2 separate regions of the Ovis aries genome follow, and region 1 is linked to region 2. A link is a contact called in public Hi-C data. All regions are on one chromosome and are shown on one strand. The core of a region is the stretch at or near the end of the contact, and the rest is flanking DNA. Distances in the headings are between cores, read along the strand shown.

The links. A called contact is a pair of places that touch in the nucleus more often than the background predicts.
Region 1: a contact with region 2 is called in a Hi-C map of tail adipose tissue, with 2.2 times the contacts expected there. The contact joins the promoter of RPS6KA5 here to the enhancer-like site in region 2. A contact is called at or near these places in 3 of 16 Hi-C or Micro-C datasets (blood, muscle and tail adipose tissue).

The regions. Positions count from the first base shown.
Region 1 is chr7:100,672,534-100,675,233 of ARS-UI_Ramb_v3.0, forward strand. RPS6KA5 (ribosomal protein S6 kinase A5) reads right to left here and starts at 1,435. Exons shown (of 18, transcript XM_042252875.2): 1 at 1,201-1,435.
Region 2 is chr7:100,598,311-100,601,237 of ARS-UI_Ramb_v3.0, forward strand. All of the region lies in intron 3 of RPS6KA5 (ribosomal protein S6 kinase A5), which reads right to left. Among named protein-coding and RNA genes, the nearest start is that of RPS6KA5, 74 kb to the right of the region's middle. Within about 2 kb of position 1,256, at least 27 of the 54 cell types and tissues checked have an H3K27ac peak or open chromatin away from gene starts, as enhancers often do. A contact at or near this core is called in tail adipose tissue, where this site is marked.

The DNA.
Region 1 (2,700 bases), core at 185-2,684, 74 kb after region 2:
TGGAATAAAGTATTGAATAGCCCTGTGAAAACATCAGTTGTCTATTAAACCGAGACAGGAAAACCAAACAAGCCCACACAAGTTACATTAGGAACTCCAAAAAATTATGGAGTAACTGGCTCAAGATACATAACAAACTCATATTGACCAAAAAAAAAAAAAAAAGTTTTAAGCCAATGTTAATGTTGAAATAAGTAAGCATGCAATTGACATCCCTCTTAAGTCACCACACTGGCGCTCAATGGAATGCTAACCAGCAACAACAAAAACTAAAAGAACAAGCGACAGATATAACTTTGCAATCTGTTCAAAACTATACCAAGGTGTGCTAGGCACACACCTGAAACCTGCTACGTAAGCTCTGTCCCCACACAATAAAAGAATATCCCAAGATGCCAAAGAAGCTGAATCGAAATTCTTAACCCTCACAGAAATACTTATTAGTAAATAATGAGCAACTCGTTAAAATGTATTATCTGTTCAGAAATGAAAAAGGATCTCTAACAGGGGACTGGACTCCACAAATATGAACCCAATCTACACCGATTAGTCGGAAGAAGCGTTTCCCATAAGGAACAACCCAGACCCACGAGGACTAAAGTAACAAGTATAAAGCCTGAGTCGACTGGAGAGACCCCAAAATCAGCGCGTGAGCGCCGTAAGGGGGCTAATCAGCCGGGTTTACCCGGAGCTTTGAATTTACTGAGCCTCCTCAGAAGACCTTTGACAGAGATTCCAGGCCACGTCCGGTACTTCACTGTGCCGCCTCGTAAAGCCCTCAGCGCCTGCAGCGCTGCGGCTGGACTGCACGCGGCCGGGGCACAGCCGCCCCTTCCCCGGGCCCAGGAGCCCGCACCTCAGGGGCCCCTCCAGGGAGGCGAGAGCGGGGGAGCCGCGCTCCGAGCCAAGCGTCGCTCCCCCCGCAGCGAGGAAGGCGCGCCTCCCAGACGCGCGAGGGGCAGGTGCGTCCCCGGGCGGGACGGGGCGCGAGCACCCCTGGGCCAGTCAGCGCCGCGGGCCCAGGCCGGCGCGCCGCGCGCTCCCCGGGGGCTCCGGGCGCGCTCCCCGGGCCCCCCGCGCCCGCCGCCGGGCCCCCCGCGCCCGCCGCCCGGGCCCCCCGCGCCCGCCGCCCGCCGGGCGCCCCGCCCCGCCCCGCGCAGCCCCGCGCCGGGCCCGGCCGGCAGGGGGCGGGCCGCTCACCCGTCCGCAGCTCGTGCTTGACGACGCGGAGCTGCTCTCCGCCGGCGTCCCCGCCGCTGCCGCCCTTCTCCTCCATCTTCCCCTCGCCCGAGCGCGCGGGCTGCTCCGGGACGCCCGGCGCCTCAGCTCCCGCCGCGGCCCCCGGAGCCGGGGCGCGGCCGCTCGGCAGCCCGGACGCCGGGGCGAGCCGCTTTCCCGCTCCCGCCGCCTCCCCTCGGCGGGCGCCGCGAGTCCCGCGCAGCCACTCCGCCCCGCTCCCCGCCTCCCCCGGAGCCGCCCCGCCCACAGCCAGCAGGGTCGGCGGCCTTGCGAGTCGCCGTCGCCGATTGGGCGCGGGGCGCGCGCCGCCGCCAGCGCCGGGCCCCGTTGGGCAGCGCTGTCTGACGCGAGGCGAGCCGCCCCGCCCCGCGGCTCGAACTGTTGTTGCTCGCGGGCGGCAGGCGAGGGAGGAGCGCGTGCGATCCGATTGGTGAGGCCGGCTTTTGCTCCGCCCACCCGCGCTGCTGCGCACGCGCAGTCGGAGCCTTCCCGTCCCCGACATTCCCAGGACGGCCACGCCCCTTATCCCCCAGCTCCGATGTTAGTAAACAGTCTCGTAGTCTGGAGGCGCTCGGGGCCTGTGATTGGCTGTTGCTGAAAGAGGCGGGGAGGGCTGATTGGACAGTTTGGTCCGTCAATCACCATGGACAGAGGAGGAGCCTGGAAGAAAGCGCTTCTCACGCACGTGTTTGCAGGTGTTCGAACCTCAAGGCCTCAAGCGTTCCAAGGTTTGCGCCTGCTGGGCCTCGGTGTGTCTCTAAAAGATGTTGCTCGTCCTAGTAAGTTCTGAACAAAGTAAAGTGGAGTTCGTGCTTGAGAACAGGTAGTTCTTAGACATTTCAAAAATTCACAATCCCAGCTCTCCTTGAGGACTTTTGCAGTGGATAAACATTTTCATTTTGTACTGGTTCAAACGGTAAAGAATCTGTCTGCTATGCAGGAGACCTGGGTTCATTCCCTGGGTCAGGAGGATCCCCCGGGAGAAGAGCATGGCAACCCACTCCAGTATCCCTGCATGGGAATGCCACGGACAGAGGAGTCTGGCGGGCCACAGCCGTGGGGTTGCACAGAGTCCCCAACACGATTGAGCAACTAATACTTTTTCTTTTCAGGCACCAAAAGACTACGTAAATTAATAAGATAGAATACAAATCCTGTCCCTTAGCAGCTTTCAGTAGAACATGAGAAACAATCTTTGTGTATATACAGGAAACTTTAAAGCAGGATTTGAAATAAAACATTTATACAACCCTAGAGAATTGCACAGATGCCAATAATTGTTCTCAGTGAAGGAACTGAGGAAGGGTTTTAGGGCACTGAGGCACTTGAGATAACCGACTCAAAGGATGAAACAGAAGCACCAGCTGCAGATATCTCATACAGAGATAGTAACTGTGAGCTCGGCTTGGAAGTAGAGAAGACAAGGGTGAGTTATGATTGCTAATGCTGGGTGGAGATATG
Region 2 (2,927 bases), core at 6-2,505:
CTCTGCTCACCCAGAACACACTGGATCCCCCTGGGATCCGAATGCTGACACTCTGTGAGAGCACCGTTTCCTGCCACTCAAACTTTTATTAATGCTGCTTTAAACACTATACACTGTACACTCTGGCTTCCCAGTCATGCCACACTTGGGGTTTATTCCAATCTTGTAACTTCTGTACTGGAACTATTGCTTTAAAATATATATATACTGCAGAAGCGCTCCTGGGGACTCCCACCTGCACGCTCCCGACACTAGGGGCACTCGCCTCTCCACCCGAGAGACAGCCCTGCAGCCCGCCACCCCGGCCGGCCCTGCGTGCGCTGCTGCCGCCGCCCGTGCTGCTCCGCCTCCCGCGAGCCGCCGGCGCGCACTGCCTGGCTGGCGTGCGCCTGCCCTGTATGTCGTTCTTACATAATTTAATTACGTATGCAGAAGCCACGGAAATGTAAATGTGAAAGAAAAGAGAAAAACCGAGGCTACGAGCTTTCAAAGAGCTACAAAAAGCAAGACACCTGGGGGAGAAAAACAAACCCCAAGACTGTCAAAAACGTAGGCGTGGGTGAAGTAGCTATAGAAGCTGAGGGAAACCTTTACCCAGATCACTTCAGATGCATCTGGTTCCCACTTCACTTTAAAGAACTGGAAACGTGACTGTAGACGACGTGTTAGGAGTGTGGTTCTTAAACCACTGTTTAAGAACTTACTTTCAAAGACTCTTGTGCCTGCATGCAAAATGAATATGTATTTATAAGTTTTAAGTGAAAAGTAGTATGTTCAAAGTACATATTTATATATCCTTTTAAAACAATTTTCCACTTGAACAAGCTTTTTCTGATTAACCGCCAAGTACCAGTGATGTAATCGCAGAGAGATTCCCACCAACTCGGAGATCACAGTCAGTGTCCCTGGAGTTCACCCCCTCCCCATTCCAGAACACTGGAGTCTTGTTGACGGTGACTTCACCAGCAACCACGCTGACTCCTCCTCTAAGTCTGCACGCATCCTCATCTAGTAAACATGCCTATTCTGCTGTCGTCTAAATCGCTGCTAAAAAAATAACCCTTCTGGCTCAAAACACTTGGCTTCCCACGACTCCTCAGATAGTGAGAGTCCTTGCTGCAGCCTAAACTACGCGCCTCCTCCCGCCTCGCTCCACCTCTCACCGTCATCTACTCACTCCCTCAGACGTGACAGCCTCTCCTGACTCCCCAGACCAGCACAGCTCCTCCAGTCCCACACTCCGCTAGCACTGTCGCAGGAACGGTCAGAAACGAGCTCTCACTCAGCCGGGTGCAGCTTTCTGGGCTGCACACCCCACACGCCCACGGACCATGCCTGGTCTCACTCACTTCTGGTCTCACTCACTCTGTATCTTAGCGAACTCTGGAGCCGGTACGCTGGGGAAACTCAAAGTTGAATGCGTGAAAAACAAAAATAGAGAGCAAACAAAGCAAAACCTCTGCAGCATACGGCCAAATACCCTTCTCCACTGACAAGCCTGACTTCAAGGTGGAGGAAGTCTTTAGGAAGAGAAACTAACAATGCCAATCCACGGCAGAGCGAGCGCGCCGACCCTTCCCCTTGAGCGGGAACAGTGGGCTTTCATGCAGAAATCACTTTTAGGAAAGAAAGCAGTGCTACTCATTCAGTCAAATCTGACTCTTTGCAACCCTGCAGACCGTAGCCTGTCCGGCTACTCCATGGGATTCTCCAGGCAAGAATACTGGAGTGGGTTGCCGTGCCCTCCTCTAGGGGATCTTCCCGACTCAGGGACAGAACCTGGGTCTCCTCTATTGCAGGCAGATTCTTTACCGTCTGTGGCTCAGCTGGTAAAGAATCCGCCTGTGATGCGGGAGACCTGGGCTCAATCCCTGGGTGGGGAAGATCCCCTGGAGAAGGGAAAGGCTACCCACTCCAGTGTTCTGGCCTGGAGAATCCCACGGACTGCATAGCCCATGGGGCTGCAAACAGCTGGACACAACTGAGCGACTTTCACTTCACTTTCTTCACCGTCTGAGCCACCAGGGAAATCCCCAACCCTTTTAATGTGGGATTATGTATGACGCCTGACAACATTCCCTAGGGACACTAGCTCAGGAAACTTAGCTGCCAACACTGTGGAAAGGAAAGTATCTTAACATGGTGTCATCTCTCTCTGGCTACTGCTTTGTAAACCTGCCTCAACTACGTAAGAACTGATTACAGTGCCTGGCCACATCCCTTCCTCATATATGATTTAGCTTGAGAAAAGATCTCTCCCTTTCCCAGACACTGACAATCAATCCATCTGCCTTCCCTATGCCAGTCTCTCTAGACCAGTTTTTTTTCAGCTGTGGGCTATGACTTGTTAGTGGGCAACAATACCAATTTACTGGGTTCAATGGGCATTTTGGAACAAAAGTACTCAAAAAAGAACTGAACATACTAAACAGTGTTTCATGAACATGTGGAGGTGTCAGTTCATTTCAGTCGCTCAGTTGTGTCTGACTCTTTGCGACCCCATGGACTGCAGCACGCCAGGCCTCCCTGTCCATCACCAACTCCTGGAGTTTACTCAAACTCAGGTCCATCCAGCCAGTGATGCCATCCAACCATCTCATCCTCTGTCGTCCCCTTCTCCTCCTGCCCTCAGTCTTTCCCAGCATCAGGGTCTTTTCCAGTGAGTCAGTTTTTCGCATGAGGTGGCCAAAGTATTAGTGCTTCAGCCTCAGCATCAGTCCCTCCAATAAATATTCAGGACTGATTTTGTTTAGGATTGACTGGTTTGATCTCCTTGCAGTCCAGGGACTCTCAAGAGTCTCCTCCAACACCACAGTTCAAAAGCATCAATTCTTCAGTGCTCAGCTTTCTTTATAGCCCAACTCTCACATCCATACATGACTACTGGAAAAACCAAAGCTCTGAATAGATGGACCTTTGTCAGTAAA